2 separate regions of the Triticum aestivum genome follow, and region 1 is linked to region 2. Evidence: chromatin contacts called from public Hi-C data. All regions are on one chromosome and are shown on one strand. Each heading gives the region's core, a stretch centred on a gene start, on an enhancer-like site or on the middle of the called end of the contact. The rest is flanking DNA. Distances are from core to core; before and after follow the strand shown.

Region 1 (4,485 bases), core at 1,822-4,321, 150 kb after region 2:
GGGCATGAAAGCATATATATACCTCATAGGACACACCCCAGGAGGTTCCCCTGGGAAAAACCTGCCTTGGAACGGGCGTGACATCAGCCAGCAAACCTGAGGAGTGGCCACGGCTGGGGGGCAAAGATCCAACGAACGGGGAGAGGTGGACCCATGGGATCCAGATCTGCTCCTAGCCGGGGACGCCTCACCTGGAGCGCTTATCCCATTTGAGGTGGATGTGGGAATTGCAGCGAGTAGCTGGGAGTTGGGCGGTGGTCGGACTTAGGTCTCTTCCGTAACCTGTACTTATTTGGCGGCCACTGACCGGATTCCTGCCTGTCGCTGGCAAGCTGAAGGTCGGGTTGCCACCAGCAAGGAGACACGAGCAGCAAGGGCCTCGCTTCTGATCGGTCCTTCATGGCTGCTTACAAAGGCAGAGCTTCACGTCAAAATTACTTAGTACTAAATTGACAGGATAATAAATAAAGAACTTGTAACTCATGTCGAGAAGGATTACATACCATGTTGATTCAGTTCCATAGAACTATGATTAGCATCAGTGCAAATTCTTTTACATGATAGTGCAACAAATTCATGTACTGAAAAACGACCCTCAACCAAACAGACAATGTGACTATTTGCATACATTAAAACAAATGTTTTTGCTTGTTGATATCAGGTTATGCTCAGGGTCAAGACTTCAAGCAAGTACAACTAACTGATGTTGTTTAATCCTAAAAAAATAACTGATGTTGTTCAATCCCTACTATATCAGACAGGACACAAATGGTAGTGCCGTATACAAATGTATCTATCTGCTGCAGTATAAGTATGAACAGAGAAAATGAAAGAAGCACGCCTATTCTTTATATGCAGAAGGAGTACTATGCTTGAAAATGAGAGTTAGTGGTGATATTTACCTGATTGGAAATTTAGAGCTTTCCATATAGCAATTGAGATAGATGAGAGGAGCAGCACGGCCTCATCCATCTCTTCCTTGGTGGATCTGAGTTGCACAAAATTCAGAATAGATAAAAGAGCAGCACGGCCTACTGCTGTTTGTTTATCACGGCTGGATCTCATCTGCAGAAAATTCAGATAGGAGGAAAAGACCAGCACAGTCTACTACTATTTGTTCATCACGGCTGGGTCTCATCTGCATCCACACGGACTGGCCATCGAATGCCTACCTCCGCTCCCGTGAAGTGCAGCCATGGCGAGCCACCACCGGTCGCCTCCTCCGGCCTTCCGACAAGGCCAACGCCTCCACCAGCCGCCTCGAAGTCTCCACAGCCCGTCCCTCCCCTAATCCTTCGTCCGCCGGACTCGACAGAGCGACGCTCAGCACTCGAAAGCAACAACAACTTGCCTAAGGCTGCGTCTCCAACCGCCCGCAGCCGCAGCCTCGCATGGTGCCCAAGCGCTCGATATTCGCGGTGAGCAACAGAATCCCCGCCGCCACTCCCTTTCGCTTCTCTCTGCCATCTCCCTTTAAATCTCGCCCCGCCATCTTCCCCTGCAGGAGCTCACCGAGCAACCATGGCACCACCCCGAACTCTGGATCCGGCGCTGCCCAACCTCGTCGGCCTTCCGCGCGCCTCTCTGACCCTCCTCTGCCTGTATCCGTCCGTTGGCAGCCGCCTGTCGCCGTTCTCCACGGTGGGAGGCAGGAGGCGGCCGGCGGAGCACGGTGAGATGGGGCGGCGCAGGAGGCGGCCGGCGGAGCGTGGCGAGGCAGGGTGGCGCAGGAGGCCGGCGGCGGAGCGAGGCGAGGCAAGGCAGGAGGCAGGCGGCGGAGGACGGTGAGGCGGGGCGGCGCCAGATCGGTGGGGCGGAAGGAGGAGGCCGGGCGAAGGCGGGGAAGGAGGAGAGGGAGGCGCTAGTGGGGGGAGGAGGAGGCGCAAGCGGGAGAGGAGCCGGCCGGAGGGGTGGAAGGAGGAGGCGGCTAGGTCTAAGCGCCCCCCTTTTATACCCCCACCACGCGAAATTACCAAAATACCCTGGTGGGGGCATGGTATTTACATTATGTTTCCATTACTATTCATTCCAGCAGTGTTTCTTCCAGACCCAACGGCCCAGATCCTCCCACCTCTCGATCCAACGGACGAGAACGCATCAAGAGAACGCATCCAACGGCTGAAAGTCACTGAGCTCTGAGGAGGCTCTGTGATCCATCCTTCTCTTATTTCTGGATCCACAACTCTCTTTTTCTTCCTCTTGCATCCTGTTTGTGGATTTAGCTGGTGGATGCATCTACAATTTGTGGATTCATTCTTCCATTGTTTCAATTATTGATTGTTGATGTTATCCATCCGGGGATTTATGTATTTATAGTAAGTGAAGCTCCGACGTCCACACATACAGCCTGAGAAAAGTGAGAAGTGTATTCACCGGTAAACTGCATCATCATGTTTTCATTTCACAACAGTCAACCAAAGCCATCTGATGTTGCTCTTTTACTTGGTATAAATATATTTTTCTCCATTGCGGTCACCAAAACGAGCAGCTAGCTATTGGTATCACGGTGATTAAAGGTAAATTTATCATTATGGCCCAGTTCTAATTATACAAATATTATTTAACATGTATTGGGTTCTAATGTAGAGCTTTTTTGAGTGTTCTTGACTCATCTGATGCTAGGAACGTGTTGTGCTAAGGAGCGACTTGCCTGGGAAGACAGCACAGAAGCATCTGATGCATATTGTACTACTTGTGTGCATTGTGGGCGCCAAGGAAAGGAATGTAGCTTGCAAGTTCCATGCATAGTCAGCGATAGTACACACGGGCTCGCGCGCTCCCGTTTTATGGACCAATGGTCGGCTTGCATGTGTTGACAACATTTATTGGTGCTTGAAATACAGACGGCATACGAAAACGTATACATAATAAAATACTACGCAGGGCGACGGAGCCGTGTGGTGGCGTTAGCACGGTTGGCATCCTGTGCCGTGGGGACAGAACGATGCGGCATACATGTACCGACACGTTGTGGGGAAACGCCGTCGTCAAATGGATAAACCTATGCTGGGCGGCATCATGAGATCGAGACTCGTATGGGGAGCTAAACCCGACTAGGTGGGATAGGCGACGGTGGGTTCTGTCTTGGTTCTGTCCCATCTACTGTCCTCGCCGTTCCCCTCTCAATTCTCTCTCCGCACGGCGGCACGGAGAGAAATCCTTAGTGATTCGGCGGGAGCGTCGCCGGGGCCCGGCGACGACGACGAATGGCTGCGACGCGGACCGGTGAAGAGAGAACTGCATCGGGAGGAGGCGGACACCAGCAAGTCGACCGGGGAAGAACGACTTGCGCGTGAGCCGTTGGTTGCGCGCGGCGGCGAGGTTCTCTGCTACATCTACGACCAGAGGTAAGTCCCGGCGCCTTGGCCTCCATAATTTCATCATCTCTAACGGCGACGAAGGGGGGATGAGGTGGATGTGGATCAGGAAAACTGAAGCAAATCGGGTGATGTAAAATCACGAGCTGGTCATGCAAAACAGAGAGAGGCACAACTGCCTCGCGCACCAAAATTTTGCTATCCAGACGCACATTTGTTTCACGAGTTTTTTGGTGGGGACAACACGACGGAGGGCTAGCTACTAGCAGCCATGACAAATCCAACTCTCCTTTGCGATGGGTTTCAGAGATGCATCATAGTCAAGGGGAAGCGGGCTAGTGTTTCACTTCACGAACGGAACAGTCAAGCAAATGTGCATGTATGTTTGCATCAGCTTTTAGAAAATAAAATCCCAGATGTTCAGGGAGTAGACAACAAAATTAGATTAGTTTATTTTGTAGGCAACACAAAGAGTGATAAGTAGGCAAAAATACTGGATATAATTTCGGCATCTGTGCTGCTTCAGTAGGCAATGCTGTAACATTCGTGTTCATCTAGCTATTTATCAGCAACTGTTTTCTTCAGTAGGCAACATTTTTTTTCAGTGGGCAATACTGTAATATCTCTGCTCAAATAGCTATTCTCAGCATCTATTTTTCTTCAGTAGGCAACATAATTAGGGGTAGGGGGCAGGTAATATATGTGTCCGAGCAAGCAACACTGTAATAATCTGCATTCATGTTGGTAGTTATATGTTCAGCATCTGTTGCTTCAGTAGGCAATATATGTTTTTCCAGTAGGCAATATTTGTATTGGAAGCTGTGTTTAGTAGGTAATATATGTTCAGCAGGCAATAGTGTAACAATCTGTGTTTCATATTGGGTGGCTATTTTCAGCATATGTTTTTATGCAATAGAGGAGGCTTTCTATTCAGGCAGAAAAATAGAGGGAGTCTACAAGCAGGCACTAGTGTGCAATTTTCAGGGGCAAAAAACAACCGTAGATATGAATTACGCAGTAAAAGAGGATGTTTTCCTAATGGCGGCACGATAAGGGGGGAGATGACAAGAGGGTTCTATCTGTTGTTATCCAGTGGGGTAGGCGGCATATAAGCAACTAGGAGTTGCATAAACTGCCATGTTTTTTATGTGTTGCATTTTGTGCTGCA
Region 2 (4,985 bases), core at 1,308-3,807:
CGGCAAGCATAACCAAACCTTCTTTCCGACAAAATTCTACTATCTCCTCCTGGTTGGTGATAGACAGTACCTACAGCAGAGCTTGCAGATGTTGAGTTTCAGCATTAATTTAGGGAACCTTCTAGATTTTTTGTTTTGTTTTATCCCATTCACATTTATGGTATTGCAAGGTACATAAATATCTGTTTGCGTGCCTGTCCCGTCGGATTTCCGGGGTTTATGATCACCATAGCCCGAACAGTCAAACCTGCGATGCGTGCCTCCTCCAAGCACCTCTTTACTTCGAAGATCTCAAGCCCCCAATCACCGTCCTCACTAAGATTGTATGGTACCTACAAACCAAATTTAGTAACTTGGTCGTTTCTTGCATGTAATAAAATGAGCAGTCCTTTACACTTTTTAAGTAAAAAATGTCAGGAATCTGATCTATAGGTTTGAGATGCAATGAAAAAAAAAGTACTGAAGAATTGCGACCGCTGATCAATTATTTCATAAAGCTAGCACCATACCATAGTCCCACCATGAAGTATAATGGACGCCGAGTATAACGGATATTCAGGTAAAGGGCATAGAATGCCATCTTCTTGGGACCTAATGAGTATCTGCATACTCAAATTAATCTGGAAGGAAGAAATGAAAAATGCAGCCCAATTTAGCATATCGAGATAGACGAAATGCATTGATGTGATCGAGCTGTTGAATGTAAAGTATTACGGCTGAACTCGCTCCATCTGTCAGAAAGATGTCCTCTGGTCTTGATGGAAAACCATCTCTTGCAGCGATTCCATTTGCAACTGCTTCCCGCAAACTTCTGATTCCCTGATCATGTTAGAGGAGTTTACAACAACGAGGTGCAGAATAATAGTATGGGAAAAATATTATCATCGTCGGACAAGACGACAACACCAAGGCCAGGGCACTGGTCCTACTAAGTGGTGATCTCTTTCTGAGTGCTGGTGCACTAATGCGGCATCGCCTCAAAAGTCGAAACATCAGACGACTCTAGTTTATGCAGCTGATTGTAAGATTATCTTGGTATTCCAATGTAATACCTGACTGTTAGTATATGCACCAGAGTTTCTGCCGGGCATGGACTCAATAATCTTCCGCGCTCTATTTATGGCACATGGGCTGTAATAGCAGGTTGAAACAACACTGGTCAGGTTTCGACGAATCAAATCGTCACAGCAAGATGGTGCATGATACTAGCAACTTTTGTGCTAGAACTGACAGCAAACTCATCAATGGCTGAAGAATTTGCTTTTCTTTTGAACAGAAAATTGTGAGAGGTGGGTAAACAGACTCTGAGCTAGTAGTACAGTATTATTTAAGCCCAACAAACCTGAATAGCATACGAGTTTCATCCCTGTGCAGGAGAGCTGGATTGTCACACAGAGAAAGAACCTGAAGGCAGATGATGATATTTGAGGCATAAGACAGCAATGCCTCCCAGATTAAGTTTTTTTTTTGGAGAGTGTGATTAAGGGTTATAACCTCACGGAAGAAGGTTATGGGTCGCTGGCCGAGAGCCTGGGGGTTCCCAAGGTTGCAGTATGTTATCTGCAAGGAAGCAACTCATCATCATCGATTAGTGATTTTGGCCAGGATTGAACATAAGTATATATGTAAACAAAGACGCACCTCTGGAAAAGGGCGAGAACCTGGGCTCTTCTCCATCTCCTGCGCCAACCGCTGGATAACACGAAAACCGGCATATGCCGATAGGAAACTTGTACGGTCAAACCAGTGTTTTTGCAGATTTATTATGGGCCAGGAATGCCAGATGATACCAAAGATCAAAGTTGGATGCATCATCTGAACTGGCTGTAGTGCAAAATGCAGTCTAGCACTTAGTTTCAGTTTACAGAAGTCATTTCTTTAGTTGGCTTGTGCGCTACTTTAGTTTCAGTTTACAGCAGTCATTTCTTTAGTTAGCTTGTGCACTCGGGTACTACTATGTCAGAGGTAACCCACTGGCCACTGCCACTGGCTGTGTCGATAGACAGACAGTCTGACTGGACTGCGACACATACATACATACATACATACATACATGGACAGATGAACGGCGGGGGGTGAGCGCAGGCAGCACTGTTGCTGTTACCTCTGCGTGCCTGGCGATCTCCCCGCAGGGCTCGTAGTCGAAGATCTTCACCTGCGAGTGAGGAAGAAAGAAAAACATGGAGAACCGAGTCAGGTTTGGCGTACGTGAAGAAGGGCAAGCACCAGGAGCAGGGGGGGAGGCGTCCGTCAGGTACGGTACGGTACCTTGGGGTTTATGGTCTCGGCGGTGATGGAGGCGGTCTTGTTGTACGACATGGCGCGGGGCGGCGCCGGCGAGGAGAGAGCGCGCGCGGGCGGGGAAGGAAGGAGGAGAGCTTGGCTAAGGTGGCGCAGAGGAGAGGGGAGGGGAGGATGCAGAGAGTGAGTGATTGTGCCGTGCTGGGTGGCAGAGGCCGCCGGGTCAAGGGGTACGGGGGAGCTTAGGCGGTGGCGGTGGGCACTGCTTGGCAGGCCGCGGCTGCCACGTCTAGCGTGGGAACAAGCCTCTGAGTCTGGACCTTCGGCGGCGTGTAAGCAAAGCCGAGAGAGCTGCCCCTGCCGCGCGTCCGTCCGACCTGTGGGGTTCGGCCGGCATGGTTTTCTCAAGCAGTATTGCGACAGTGGTAGTATGGCGCTTCACGGGCGTGTGTGCAAGATCCACTCACCCCACACCAAATTTTCTTTGGCCAGTACTACGCGCGGGCGCGCCGGCCGAAATACTCGGCCGGTCGCATGCTAGCCACTAGATTAGATTATTATGCGCCGTTTGATTGAGGCTAGACCGGCGGACGCGCAAACATCTCTTTCTCTGTCCTACGTTTTCACCTCACACATATGATGCTAGCTGGTGGCGCATGCGCGCGGATGCCAGGTCGCGAGGTCCGCGGCGAGTGCCGACCTGCTAGCAACACGTCACCTCGCCGTTGTCAGCGACGTAGAGCGCCTCTTGCCGCAGACCCTTTGTGTCGCCCCCATCAACGGCCGGCTCGCGGACAACATTGGACAACATCTCGCCGCGTGCAGCACCTCGGTGGTCCGCCGTTCAGCGTCGCCACCGGCCGGCGTTGTAGCGCACAGGTCGCAGCACCTCCGTGCTCCGCCACACAGCCCCGTCGTCGCCGCTCGCCATTGTCAGCTTCCTGTCTTTGGTTGAAGCTTTTTCAAAAGCTAGTTGTAACTTTCTCGTCGCCGGTTGTAGCTTCTTGTGGTGCGCGATGGCCGATCCTTAGCTTTCCTGTCTTTGATTGAAGCTTTTCCAGAAGTCGGTTGTAACTTTCTTGTCGCCAGTTGCAGCTTTTCGTGGTGTGCGATGGCCGGCCCTCAGCTTCCCCGTCTTTGATTGAAGCTTTCCTAGAAACCAATTGTAGCATTTTGTGATGCTGGTTGCAGCTCTTTCACTCGCCGGTCGCTACCCTTACTTCCTCTGGTACCAGCAAAAAATGGCGACGGTAGTAGCATTTTGCGCAGCTGGTTGAAGCTCCGCTACGCGCCGGTCACAACACCTACTTTCTCTGTTCCAGCAAAAAATGCTGTTGGCTGTAGCAATTGGCACACTGGTTGCAGCTCCGCCACATGCCGGTCGTAGCTCCTCTGTAGCCAGTTGCAGCACCCTGTGCATTGAGTCTACTCGCAGCTCCGACGGCCGGCCTTCCAGCACCACACGGCCGCCTTTGCAGCAAAAATAGGGAAAAAGCAGCGTCGCCGTTGACCGCTGGCAAAGAAGGTGGAGGTTGATGGGTGACAGGTTGCAGCCATTGCCGACGGCCGGTGATGTCGTGGAGCTCTAAAGTGGAAATAGGGGAAGGAAGGGGATGGTTCGCTCGGGCCGTGTGGAGCCGCAGGCCGGCTTGACGGTGTGGAGTCAGGGAAGAGAGAGTTCGTGGAGACAGATGAGTCAAGACGAGGAGGCGGCAGCACTCTGGCGAATAGAGAGAAAAATAAGACTGGGAAAAGTCGTCGTGGAGAACGAATGAGTGGGCTCACACCCTTCGCGTTGGGATAAGAAAGATTGCAACGGAAAAAACAGCGTTGTGTGTGGCCCGCATGGAAAGCTGCGTCTGTGAGCGGATAACCTTTCACAAGAAAGGTGAAAAACGGGCCGCAGGATTCAGCCCGATCGAGCGGCGCGTGCAGGACCGGCCGAAGCTTCGGCCAGTGCGCCGTTTGCAAACGTTTTCCATTTTCTTTCTTCTATTCTACCGTAAAAAGAGGCTGGGGACATCGAGTTTATAGTCTCCTCGTATGAACAGTAAAATTCAAAAAAAAATGGTAAATACAATTGTAAAACCTGTTTTTTTTGATACAGTAGGATGCCTGTGCTAACCCACAAGAAAATGCATGTTTTCTTGACAAAGAGTGGATTTTATTGGCTTAAAATGAAGCATCAAAAGGACATACATAACACAACATAATAAGGGCGCACACAACCGACCCAATCCACATGTGAAAACACACTGGCAACTAGCAAGGTCATAAGGCAAAAATTATGCGTAGACGAGGAAAAAAGAAGAAAAAAACCCAAAGCGATCAGATCATCAATGAACAAACTAGAACTGAGACCATAGCGGCACTAACCATAAACACCACATGGATGACAATGATCTTCGACAACAATGCCTTCAGGGAGGGAGGGACATTCAAGTGTCGCCGTCACCGAATCTAATCACAAAGGCCAGAATCAAAGTTTTCACCCTGAAGAATCAGTCTAAGCATATTCGAACAATGCCTCCAACAAGGTAACGGCATAAAAAATGTCGCCATTGCCAGGTATAACCACTCAGGTCTAACCAGGCTTTCGCCTCGGAGCTCGAGATAGGGTGCTCGCAGCACATCGAAATAACAGTGTTGTCACCACCGCTTTTCCGCAATCCCAACATCTACAATTGGACTGCCGCCACTCCATAACCATCTCTCCGCGTTAAGTCGCCGTTCATAATTTTTGT

Evidence for each region. Hi-C and Micro-C count contacts between places; a contact is called where the count stands out from the background.
Region 1: a contact with region 2 is called in a Hi-C map of leaf, with 4 times the contacts expected there. The contact joins the promoter of LOC123112022 here to the promoter of LOC123112019 in region 2. A contact is called at or near these places in 2 of 5 Hi-C or Micro-C datasets (both in leaf).

Annotation. Positions count from the first base shown.
Region 1 is chr5B:390,860,856-390,865,340 of IWGSC CS RefSeq v2.1, forward strand. LOC123112022 reads left to right here and starts at 3,072. Exons shown (of 3, transcript XM_044532921.1): 1 at 3,072-3,347. LOC123112020 (a long non-coding RNA gene) reads right to left here and starts at 1,917. Exons shown (of 10, transcript XR_006455020.1): 1 at 903-1,917; 2 at 23-403.
Region 2 is chr5B:390,714,210-390,719,194 of IWGSC CS RefSeq v2.1, forward strand. It overlaps LOC123112019 (alanine aminotransferase 2), which reads right to left and starts at 2,558. Exons shown (of 15, transcript XM_044532919.1): 1 at 2,269-2,558; 2 at 2,105-2,155; 3 at 1,642-1,692; 4 at 1,495-1,560; 5 at 1,343-1,404; 6 at 1,053-1,131; 7 at 715-819; 8 at 510-620; 9 at 195-332; 10 at 1-70. The coding sequence starts at 2,319.